Regions from separate parts of the Mus musculus genome. Here regions 2 and 3 are each linked to region 1. Evidence: chromatin contacts called from public HiChIP or PLAC-seq and Micro-C data. All regions are on one chromosome and are shown on one strand. Each heading gives the region's core, a stretch centred on a gene start, on an enhancer-like site or on the middle of the called end of the contact. The rest is flanking DNA. Distances are from core to core; before and after follow the strand shown. Region 1 holds the start of Twsg1 (twisted gastrulation BMP signaling modulator 1). Region 2 holds the start of Rab12 (RAB12, member RAS oncogene family). Region 3 has its middle 27 kb from the start of Gm41608.

Evidence for each region. A called contact is a pair of places that touch in the nucleus more often than the background predicts. HiChIP or PLAC-seq counts read pairs in DNA pulled down with a chosen protein or histone mark.
Region 2: a Micro-C map of embryonic stem cells shows a contact between it and region 1, with 2.0 times the contacts expected there. The contact joins the promoter of Rab12 here to the promoter of Twsg1 in region 1. A contact is called at or near these places in 1 of 39 promoter capture datasets (the C10 cell line), 3 of 484 Hi-C or Micro-C datasets (CD4 T cells, CD8 T cells and embryonic stem cells) and 3 of 115 datasets of contacts at active chromatin or transcription factors (embryonic stem cells and pancreatic cancer cells).
Region 3: a contact with region 1 is called in an H3K27ac HiChIP or PLAC-seq map of embryonic stem cells, with 2.8 times the contacts expected there. The contact joins the enhancer-like site here to the promoter of Twsg1 in region 1. A contact is called at or near these places in 1 of 39 promoter capture datasets (hippocampal neurons), 1 of 15 datasets of contacts at CTCF or cohesin (large pre-B cells), 7 of 484 Hi-C or Micro-C datasets (cerebellar granule neurons, cerebral cortex, cortical neurons and 1 more) and 7 of 115 datasets of contacts at active chromatin or transcription factors (astrocytes, embryonic stem cells, extraembryonic endoderm stem cells and 3 more).

What each region holds. Positions count from the first base shown.
Region 1 is chr17:65,949,482-65,953,246 of GRCm38.p6, forward strand. Twsg1 (twisted gastrulation BMP signaling modulator 1) reads right to left here and starts at 1,706. Exons shown (of 5, transcript NM_023053.3): 1 at 1,586-1,706.
Region 2 is chr17:66,517,868-66,521,632 of GRCm38.p6, forward strand. Rab12 (RAB12, member RAS oncogene family) reads right to left here and starts at 1,803. Exons shown (of 6, transcript NM_024448.2): 1 at 1,481-1,803. The coding sequence starts at 1,703. It overlaps Gm41608 (a long non-coding RNA gene), which reads left to right. Exons shown (of 3, transcript XR_876914.3): 1 at 1-1,078.
Region 3 is chr17:66,477,372-66,481,136 of GRCm38.p6, forward strand. No RefSeq gene overlaps it. Among named protein-coding and RNA genes, the nearest start is that of Gm41608, 27 kb to the right of the region's middle. RefSeq lists an enhancer at 1,025-3,765. Within about 2 kb of position 2,135, at least 124 of the 459 cell types and tissues checked have an H3K27ac peak or open chromatin away from gene starts, as enhancers often do. A contact at or near this core is called in cerebral cortex, cortical neurons, embryonic stem cells and 3 more, where this site is marked.

The DNA.
Region 1 (3,765 bases), core at 456-2,955:
AAACAATAAAAATACATCTTTAAAGCTATTACTTCTGCGTTACGTTAAAGCACCCTGTAGGTGCTCACACGTGCAGCTGGAGATGAAATCCAGGGCCTCGCGTGTGTGAGGCAAGGTTTCTACCATGAACTACACCTTCAGCTCCAATGTTCAAAATCTGAGCATCAAAGCAAAACTGTGAAGGAAAATTATTCTGGTGATTATCTCACTTTGTTGGTAAAGGACTTGGGGGAGAGGCGCAGGAACCACAACCATTCTTAACTGCATTAAGAATTGTAGGTAAATGGGAAGATATTCTGTTAGTACGGTAGATTCTTCTGTTCTTAAGAAGTATCACAGTACAGAAAGAAAACAGAGGGGCACCAGCACAAATTCTCACAGGGGTTATAAGTGGGGGCTGGCAAGATAGCTAGGTGGCTAACAACACTTGCCTGACATGCCTGAAAGCCTAAGTTCTACTTGGGAGGCAGAGGTTGGCGGATTTCTGAGTTCGAGGCCAGCCTGGTCTACAGAGTGAGTTCCAGGACATCCAGGGCTACACAGAGAAACCCTGCCTCGAAAAACCAGGAAAAAAAAAAAAAAAAAAAAGGAAGAGAATTGCCTCCCTCCAAAGTTGTCCTTTGGCATACACACCATGGCGCAGGTGCACAGGTATGCTTGTGTGCGCATAAACACGCTCGCGCACCCACTAAAATTTTAAAGATATAATTTCTTAAGGCTAAAACACAAATTCCCAACAAAATCAATTAAATAATAGCTGGGCCTGATGAGACACGCCTGTGATCCCAGCATTTGGCAAGCAAGGCAGGAGGATAATGAACTGCAGGCCAGCTTTACTTCCAAGTTAGATAAATTAACGATAAAAATAAGGGGCTAGAGAGATGGCTCAATGTCTTAAGAGCACTTGCTACTCTTGTAGAGGACCCGAGTTCGGTTCCCAGCACCCACACTGGCAGGGCACAAGGGTCAGCAAGCCCAGCTCTGGGGCATCCAATGCCCTCTTCTGGCCCCTATAGCAGTGCCAAGACGAAAAGTGTGCATACGCATACAGACGCATGCATTTTATTTTAAAGGAGTCAAAATAAATCCCCTCAAAACAATAAAATACAATTTTGATGTAGGGCCGGTTAGAAAGTGGACCCTGCTGGTTACAAAACTAGGAGATGGCGCTACACCACAGGCTCTGCATGGGGTATGACTCCGTTCTGAAACAGAAAGTCCAGAGCTCCTGCCCGCCGGCGGGGAACCGTTAGTAATCCCATTTTCTCGCCCGCTCCCTGCGGACCCAGCCGGCTCCCTGGGCATCCTGCCCACAGCCGGTGCGGCCCCGTCGCCGCTGCCGGCCGCGGGGACCCACAGACACCCCCGGCTGCCCCGAGCGTCTTCCCGCCGTCCTCCGGGAATCCAGGTGACCGCGGGGGAGGAGCGCGACACCCCACACCAGCGCCCGGACCCGAGGTTCCGAAGGCGGTGGCACCGCGGCCCTTTGTCCCCGCCGTTCGGGCCTCTCGGCGCCCGCATCCCCGCCGAGCGCCGCGGCCTGGCTTCCTAGATGCCGCCCGCCCGCGCGCCCGAGCTCGCTCACCGTGGCCCCGGCCTCCTCCCGGCCGCCGAGCCTCCAAGCAGCTCCCGCGAACCCCGGCGCCGCGGACACACAGGCCCGCGCTGTCCCCGGCCGCTCCCAGGCCCGCGCCGGGCTGCAGGCCACGCCCCCTGGAGCCCGGGCTGGGCACGCCCTCGGCCACGCCCCCAGGTGTGTGCGCTCCGGCCTCTCGCGGAGCCGGGCCCCGCCCATCAGCCGTCTGGTCTGCTGCCACCTGTTGGGCGGCTTACCTCTGCTGCCAGCCGCTGTGCCCTGCGGTTCGGTTCAGCAGCTCTGCCACAAAGCTGATTTGTCCTCCTTACTGGATATAAGAATGAGGCACAGGGCAGATGAATAGAACAGGACTGATACTTGACGTGCGAGGCAAGGTTCATTTTAAATACGTGTTTAAGCACCTAGGGATCACTGGATACGGATCTGTCCCACACTTCAGTCACTAATTCATAAAAATGTTAAGCCTGGCACTGCCAAAAAGGAGAGAAGGCAGCAGTGAATCCTGCTCAGGAATGTCACTAGGTATGGGAGGGAGACCAACTGGAAGAAGCCTCAGTTGGAACGGAGGTCAGGTCAGTATTGGCTTGACCAGTCATTGAGTCTTGAACTTTAGGAAGATGGGGCTTATCCCACCAGTAGCCCACAAATAAAGTACATTTAGGTCTTTACCATAACCATTGCTTTTCCAGCAATATTCCACAGCCATTGAGTTGGAGCCCACATGGCCAGTTCACTTTGGGAGCAATGGCCTAGTGTCAAACCCTTTCTTAACCTAGGAAGTGTCTTAAACTCTCCTTGGTTTACTGGGAGGCAGCAGCCTAGAAAAAATTGGCTGAGATGGATAGTAATAAATTACTAGCTAATGTGGGTCATAGTGCTGGTATTAATACATTTTGTAAAGTAAGCATAGGTTTTCTTTAAAAATCGGGGGCTGAGTAGATGGATCAGTTAGTAAAAGACCAGGGTTCAGATTCATATGCCCATATGTTCATATGTCAGGCACAGGGGTTGATATATGAAACCCAGCCCTAGAAGGAGGTAGACATAGGAGGATTTCTGGGTTCACTAAAGCTCCAGGTGCCATGAGAAACCCTGTTTAGGAAAATCAAAAGTAAGAAAGCCACCCAAGGTGGTGGTTCAGCTCATAAGGACATCTGTCACCAAACCTGATGACCTTATATTTAGCTGCCACCAAGCCTTATAGTCAAGCCTCAAGATCCACAAGGTGGAAGTAGAGAGCCAATTCTTGCAAGTCATCTTCTGATCTCCACATGTGTGCCACAGAAGGAGTGCAAACACACACACACACACATGCAAGTACACACATACACACACACGCACATATATACACGTGTGTGCACACACATGTGCACAAGTGCACATACACACGCTTGGGTGCGCGTGCATATACATACATACATGTGTACACACTATTTTAAATATAGGATGACATAAGAGTATGTTATACACCAGCCATGCACATATGCACACACTAATAGGTGCATATACATCCCACACATTAAATGAAGCTCCCCTGAAAACTACCCTAAGAAAACAAGGGTCTACACCTATTAAATTTTACGGATCTTATTCTCAGCATTATTTATGAGTTACAGAGATTACGATCCACTACATCAGTGGGCTAGTCCAACCATTTAAAATGCTATTGTAGATCACTGACTCCCAAACCTCTTGTTCACAGGATTCTATACTGTTGAAAACATGGAGTGTTTCAAAGAGGTTATGTGTATCGTTTCAATATTTGAAATTAAATTTTTTTAGTTAAAATTGCTCATTATTTCATTAAACCCAGTACATAGTTACATAGATAACATTTATTTTAATAAGTGCATTTAAAAAAATAAAACTGTGATGGATTAAACACTATCCCCGTAGGCTTGTGTGTTTGAACATATCCCCAGTCAGTGGCACTGTTTGTAAAGACTGAGGGGTGGGAGATACTCCACTGGGGGCTGACTTTGAAGTTTGATAAACTGGACCCCGTTCTCTGTCTGCTTCCCATGTAGGGAACTATGTGATTTGTCAGCTTACCCACCCTGAAGGGACGCCAAGGGACTTGGGTTTCAGGAGCCCTGGATCAAACACTCCTCGTCATCCTGGAGCTCCATCCATGCTGGTGGCTCTGTAAGGAGCCCCTATTTGTGCCC
Region 2 (3,765 bases), core at 553-3,052, 570 kb after region 1:
AAACAAACAAAACAATATAAGCCTCATTTCCTGGTTAATAACTCCCTGTATACTCTTAGGATCCAAGATTGGATATTTGCAGTGGGTATAATTACGTTACTGAGTTCTAATAACACATCCCCAAGACAAACATTTAAAAAACAAACAGGGTAGAAGGAGCATAAATATTTCCAAAATGGTCTGTTAAAAAAAAAAAAAAAAAGGCATGAAGGGGCATAATCAAAAAGGAAATTTAAGTCAGTGTGAAAACTGGAGGTTTAATTTTCCGGTCTAAGTACTTAGAACCGTGGTAGTTTTGTTACCCGGCAACTTACCAATTACGACCTAAAGAGAGTCCCTGAAATTCTCTACAGAATTCTCATCTCAAAACGGGAACCATCAATGGTTACAACGGAAAATATGTGCACCAGTGTTTAGCTTTTCAAACCTCCAAGCTGAGATTTTGTTTGTTTTGAGACAGGGTCTCTCTGCATAGCCCTGGCTGTCCTGGAACTCACTGTGTAGACAGACCAGGCTGGCCTCGAAATCAGAGATCCACCTTCCTCTCCTTGGGGCTAGGATTCAGGGAGAACGCTAGATTTTTTGTCACTCTGTCCAGTCCCTCCTGCTCACCCCCTTTTTCTATAAGCCACCCCAAATGAGAGTTTTCCAGGTAGCTTTTCCATGGTCACAACTGTTTCCCATAACCCCAACAAACCTCTATGTCAAGCCCTGTCAATCCAGTGTCACTAAAAACATTCCCTTGCAGTTTCAAACCCAGATCCCGAGGAAGGTAACAGGAGCGTTACCTATGGATTTCCCGGTAATTCACCGACCTCGGGTGGGTGCCGGGAAATCGCCCTTACTTTGCCCGCCTATCCACCCGGTTATTTGAGGTCAAGGATAAACACAGCTGAAATCCCTTTGCCCTACATTTGTGCACAGAACAAGAAAGAAACCCGAGTGTAGCTTTAGCGCGAACTGTCTCTGCAACAAACTTCTTTTCTGTAAACCACGAAAATAGACAGAAAATGAGAAAGCAAACCTTGGTCCATCCCTCCAGCCTGCAAAGCTGCGAGGTCCGGACCCATTTAAGATGGTGAGTAACCCCGGGGCACTGCACTGGTGGGTGGCCTTCAGCTCTACTTTCGGTTCACAAAGCCGTTTTCCTGGGTGAGCAGGAGTAACGGACCGGGAGTTTCCGCGGATGCATCACCCGGACCTCATGACTGGTGAAGGCTCCGGGAGGGAATGTTTGGGCTTCGGGGGTCCGACACCCGCGGAAAGGCCACGGAAAAGCTCGGTCTGGCCACAAGAGAGGGTCGGGCTTCCACGGAGACCTGGGCTGTGCGCGGCTCGGATGCCAGATGTGCCCACGGCGGGTATGCCCGGGCATCCGTAGGATGATTCGTTGAGGCCCTGGGAGAGGGTCAGAGCTTCCATGGGGACAGGGACCGGGCCCCGACCTCCCCCAGGCCCACCCGCCACAGGCCCGGCGTACCCACGGTGGACTTGCAGGCCTCGCAGAACGTGTCGTCGGTGAAGCGCTCCATCAGGCTGGTCTTGCCCACGCCGCGGGAGCCGATGATGATGACCTGCAGCTTGAAGTCGGCCGGCCTGGGGGGCTGCTTCCTCCGGCGGGCCTGGCCGCCCGACAGCGCCGGGGAGACCGCGCCCAGGCTGCCGCCCGCGGGCCGCCGGTGCAGCGCGGCGCTGGGATCCATGCACGCATACGGCTCGCGCTCGGGCCGCCGTCCGCGCGCCCCGGGCCCCCGCGCACCCTCCACCCGCTCCGCGCTACCGCCGCCGCCGCCGCCGCCGGGAGTAGAGGAAGGGAAGCAGCTTCTCCGCAGCAGCGGTAGCAGCATCCCGGACCGGGAGGGGCAGGAAGCGCAGGCGCGGCGCCACGCGGGACTGGAGCCCGCCCCCTGTCGGTCGGAGGACCGAGCCGTGCGCTCCGCTCCGTGGGGTGTATGTTATGTGTGGGTCGCTCTCCGTCACCCCTGTTCCCTCGGCCCTCCCCACTCGGCGCACTTTCACTCGTGGTTTATCCTCATCGTGCACCGTTCCCAAGAACCACACACTTCTTTTTAGCAGCCCGTCCCAAACGTGTCTCAAAGTGCATATAGCCTGTGATCATCTTCCAGAATTTAGGGTGTTTGGGTGCTGGGGGTCTCGGTCTGGCCCACGCGGGGTTAGGGTGTGAACGCCACTTTGGAGGAAGCCCACGTACCCTGGCAGGGCCGCACCTCTGCGTGCACTTTTCCTGTGGGGCCCCGAGGAATCAGCTATCTTAAATGGATCTTAAAAGTCTTCCTCAGACTTACAGTTCGTAAAATTCAGTGAGTGACATGCACCTTAGGGGAAGCCAGCAGGTAAAAACTCAGATGACAAGCGACCTAAACTCCGAAGGTTTAGGTACTGACTTGGGTGTGTTATTTTGCCATTTCTACTTGAAAGTATTTACGGCTACAGAAGCTTGCCAGGGATTTATTTAGCAAATTCCTTTGCGTGAACTTGAGCACCTCGGAACACAGGGTTCTAAACATGATAGGAGCTGGCATGCTTGCGAAGAATGATCACATTACTCACCAAATTTCAGCCGTATTTAGAGCTAAGTTTACTAATACATAGCGCATGCGTTTGTTTTGCCATGGATGCACAGTTGAAGAAATCACATTATTTTGCAAAAGTAATCCCAATTGGATTTTTAAAAATGTTATAGCCTATTCTAAATTATCGTTCTTTTTTTCTTGGCGGTACTGGGGATGGAACCTAGAGGCTCACATGGGAATGAATGAAAAGACTCTTTTCATCTATCACTGTTGCAAAAACGTCAATACAAAAGAACAACAAAACAATAAGCCATACACCCTGTTGCAGACTCCAAAGGATGATATAAATGCAAGGTATTCAACTGTTCCTAGTAGGCAGGTGACTCTGCATAACTTGTAAGGTTAAAGACCCTGGCATCCAAAATAGTATCTCTTCCCCCATAGGCAGGTCTATAATGTACCAGAATAGTGGATGTCTTAAATGGGGGAGTTTGGAAAGAAATCCACAGGACTCGGGTTCCATGCTTGTTTGCGTCTTTAAGCCAATTATCAAGGTTACTCCAGGATGCTTCAGCACTTTGGCACATACCAGAAAGCCAGTATTACAGGGACGAATGAATGAATGAATGTGAACAAAGTCATCACAGATAACTATATAAAGAAAGGTGGCTGACTTTGTGCTCGTTCTTAAGCCCCAGACTGTGTAATAAAAGGGGTGCTCTCATATCCTGCCTTACAATTATTCCCCCATCATGCCAAAGGGCCTCCAGTTGATAGTACTTTAGCTCACATGGAAAAAGCCTGATCCAGAAGAGTGAGAACAGAACCCAGGGGCTCCCCTGTAGAAAAGGTAGAAGCTGAAGAAGAAACTCTAGGGAGGTCCGAGAGATCGGGAGACAGCACAACCATGGAAAACAAGGGTTTGTATTTCACAAAGTGGGGAATTATCAAAAGACCCTCTGGTTGTACCATTTGTACTTTGGTGAATACTTTTAAAATATATTTATTTTAATAGACAGATATAGCTATGCATACTAACAGAGAACCATGGCGGTACCATTTTGATGCATACACCATTAATATTTAAATAATATTTAAATCAGATCTAATTAAAATAATTAAACATATATCATGGGACATTTGTTCTATCTTCATGGTAAAAACACTGAAAGTCCTTGACTTTAGCTTTTGAAATGAATAGTATACTGCCACCTATAACCAATGTACTGTG
Region 3 (3,765 bases), core at 885-3,384, 530 kb after region 1:
AGGTCCCTTTTGTTTGTTTGCTTGAGACAGGGTGTCAGGCATATCAGACTGGCTTTGAACATGGTGTATAGCAGGGGCATGGCCTTGTACTTCTAATTCTTCTGCTTTATTCTGGCGTGGCACTGTTCCCCATTTCCAGCTTGTAGCTGTTTTGGGTTAATTTCCTACTGCTGTGACAAAACACCATGACCAGAAGAAAGAATAAAAAAAGCTGTGTGGTGGTAGCACATGCCTTTAATGCCAACAGGAGGTGTGTGTGTGTGTGTGTGTGTGTGTGTGTGTGTGTCTGTCTGTCTGTCTGTCTGTCTGTCTGTCTGTCTGAGTTTGAGACCAGCCTGGTCTCATACATGTCCTGAATCAAGTCCCAAGACAGGCAGTGCTACACAGAGAAACTCTACCCTGAAAAAAAACCCAGAGTTAGCCGGGCGTGGTGGCGCACACCTTTAATCCCAGCACTCGGGAGGCAGAGGCAGGCGGATTTCTGAGTTTGAGGCCAGCCTGGTCTACACAGTGAGTTCCAGGATAGCCAGGGCTATACAGAGAAACCCTGTCTCTAAGAAAACAAAAACAAAAACAAAAACACAGAGTTGCCTTTCTTGCAGAAGCAATGCTCCAGAGTCCTGTTCACACCATGGGATGCTTGGTGGCCATTTCAAGGTGAAATGGCTTACCTCCTGAATTTGGAATTTTTTTTCAAATTTCCTTTCCCATTTTATAAAGAGAAAATAGCTACTTACAGGAGGAAAATGAAGGGTTAAAATATTTTATAATGAAGTATTTTCTCAATCAAATAAAATGGGGTCAACTACCAACTTGAATGTTTCACATCTTATCTTACGTTGCTTGAGAGACTTGTACCACTCCCATTTCTCATTTATAAGTGCAAAAACCTCACTCTTTTCTCCACATTATTCAAGCTGAGAAGTCTATCACTACTAGCACTTGCCACATTTACAAACGTAAACCACCCAAAGATGAAGATCAATTTAGCTGATGAAAACTTAGAGCAGGATACTTTGGCTCACACAGAACCAGTGTGTGCACGGTAATCTTTTTCCTACGGTGGATTACAGAGGCCACATGTCATCATCTATCTGCAGACTAGAAATAGACTGTTTCATTGCATTCTACCCAGAGAGCGGGTGTCGCTGGCAGGCCCTCAAAGTAGCTAAGAGTGAGTCTAGCTCTTGCAGAAGACCTAAGGGAGGACCCTAGCCCATCACATGAGGTGACTCCCAATCACTTATGACTCCAGTGTCAGGACATCTGCCACCCTCCGGTCTGCACAGGCACCTTCATGAAATGGTACACATAAAATTCACACAGATGCATGCACATACACGTTAGTAAAAATACATAAATCTTTTAAAACATGACTGTGTTTAAAAAAAAAAATCGTGTGATACATACATGCCCATGCACAATTATTGTTTGTCAATTAAAAGAAGAGACGGGTATGGTGGTATGCGTGTATGCCTGTCTGTTTGAGTATGTCTGTGTATGTGAGTACAGGTGCCAATCAGAGGCCAGAAGGGTCAGATCCTTTGGAGATGGAGTTATATCGGTGGTTGTGAGCTGCCTGACATGGGTGCTGGGGACTGAGTCAGGCTCTCTGTAGGGCAATCGCTTCCCTTAACCGCCGTGCCCTTTCCAGCCTCTAGTGATTATCAATGAAAGCCCTTTGGAGACCAGCAGGCTCTGGAAAAAGCTTTCCCTGATATCCCTTAACCTGCCTCAATATTGGACCATCAAAAAAGGAAAACCATTGCATTCGTCTCCTTTCTGAGGCTTGGCGGAACTGACGCCCAGCCGGCTCTGTTCCAAGCTGTCCTCTGGACTCATTCTCTCCTCCTCCGTATCGCTTGTACCCCCCTGTCCCCTCTAAAACAGTGTATAGAGACCTCAGGCCTCAGCGCTCCTGGTACCACCGACCTCCTTCCCTCACAAAGACAAGAGGGCAGGGAAGCGTGGATCAGCTCTCCAAACCACACTCCTAGAGGACAGGTGACAGAGGGAGAGCATGACAGACAGTGGAGAAAGGAGGAAAGCAAGACTAGCGTGCCTCAGCCCACGCATGCTCCGAGGAGCTGTGCTCGCCCGCTTAGGCAGCCTCAGCGCACGCATGCTCCGAGGAGCTGTACGAACCCACCAGGCTGCATGTAGGTTGTGGGCCAAGACTGTATGAGAGTCTCTGAAGGGAGTTTCCATTCTGCTGGTTAGAAGCCATGGATCCTAGATAAGTCACTTTCCCTCTATCTTGGAGTCCCTGGTTCAGACATCAGGTGACCAAAATCCGCTTGTTTCGCAAGCTCCTTTGAGAATAAATTCATCCAAAACGGGGAGTTGTGACAGAAGCCTGTAAATTCAGCACTTGGAAGCGGGGGTGGGGGGTTAGGAGGGTGGGGGAAGATAGGCCGTTCAAGGTCATCCTTAACCAAGAAGTGGGGGAAGAAACAGAAAGGAAGACAGAATAGGCAGCTATTGATATGGAAATCCAGTACGGCACACAGCACCCTTTGCCACAGCCTCCACCTCCGACCCTGCGCTTTGCATACAGCTGGAGCCTTCCCTCTGAAGTCACTGAGCCTACGGGTGTCTAGAGGGACAAAGAAAGGCGCGGCTGTTGCGGGAGCTGTAGAATAAAGGTTTAGCCCGGACCCCTATTGTCCTGCCTTCTTACTCTTGTTTTCACATTTCAATTAGCAAAGCTGAACTGGGAGGCCAACTCTTTGTTTTCGTCGTAGCCTAACTCAAATTCAACGCTAACCTGAAGAATCTGTGGTACGGCGATAAAAATAAAGTGGTCAAATCGGAGGTTGTCAGTCACAAACCAAAAGGGCCTACGCAAAGTCATAATCCTAAGGAGGGCATTTTAGGATGACTTTCAAAACAAAGTTAGCCTCTTTTTTGGGAGGGGGTTGTGTGTGTGTCTGGGCGGGTTCTTCTCGGCTTAAACAGGCTCCTCCTGGGCAGAAGTTACTGTGGCTTGGAGAGCCCAGTATTGCCTATCTGATGGGTCCCAGGGCCTCCCCGCCCTGGTTCAACGTGATCCGATTAGCTGGCAGTCTCCGGAGGTCAGGAGCCCAGCTGCAAGTGCAAATTGGTCTTGGGAAAGGGTGTGGCTTCCAGTCTCTGCTAGTCTCCCCCACATCAGCAGGGCTGCTTTCCTTGGTAAAATTCAGGAGGACTGGAGGAGGAGAGAATTTTTATCGAGTCCTTAGCATTGAGGCGACCCTGTGCACTGGTACAGGCTGACCTCCCCTCATCAGCGCAGATGGCCTGCAGCCAGTGTGACCAGCCCCCAGCCTCCCGTTCCCTCATAGATTGCTCAGTGCCACTGATCCACCCGCGACTGTCGCTGTTTATGATTTAATTTATACTAATAGGTTAAAGCGTAGCTGTGACATTTGTCATTTTGTATGGGAGCAACATGCTTCTGTAAGGCAATTAACGCTAAATGCTCACTACAGTACGGTAGTGACGCTTGTCTGTGTGAATTGTTATTGAAGTACGCCAAGGCAGATTTCCCAAACAGTAAGCGTACACTGCCGATTTAAATTGATCCTTGTACCCACAAAGTCACATTACTGCACACGGAATTTCCTTTCTTGCTTGCTTCCCTCCTTGGCAGACACAATTGATCACCAGTCACCATCCATTCAGACACTCATTTACACCTTCAGGACACACCTGCCATCAGGCCCATCCCCAAGTGTCTTAGGAGTAATTACATCACACACCAACCGCCAGGCTGAGAGGCAGGGG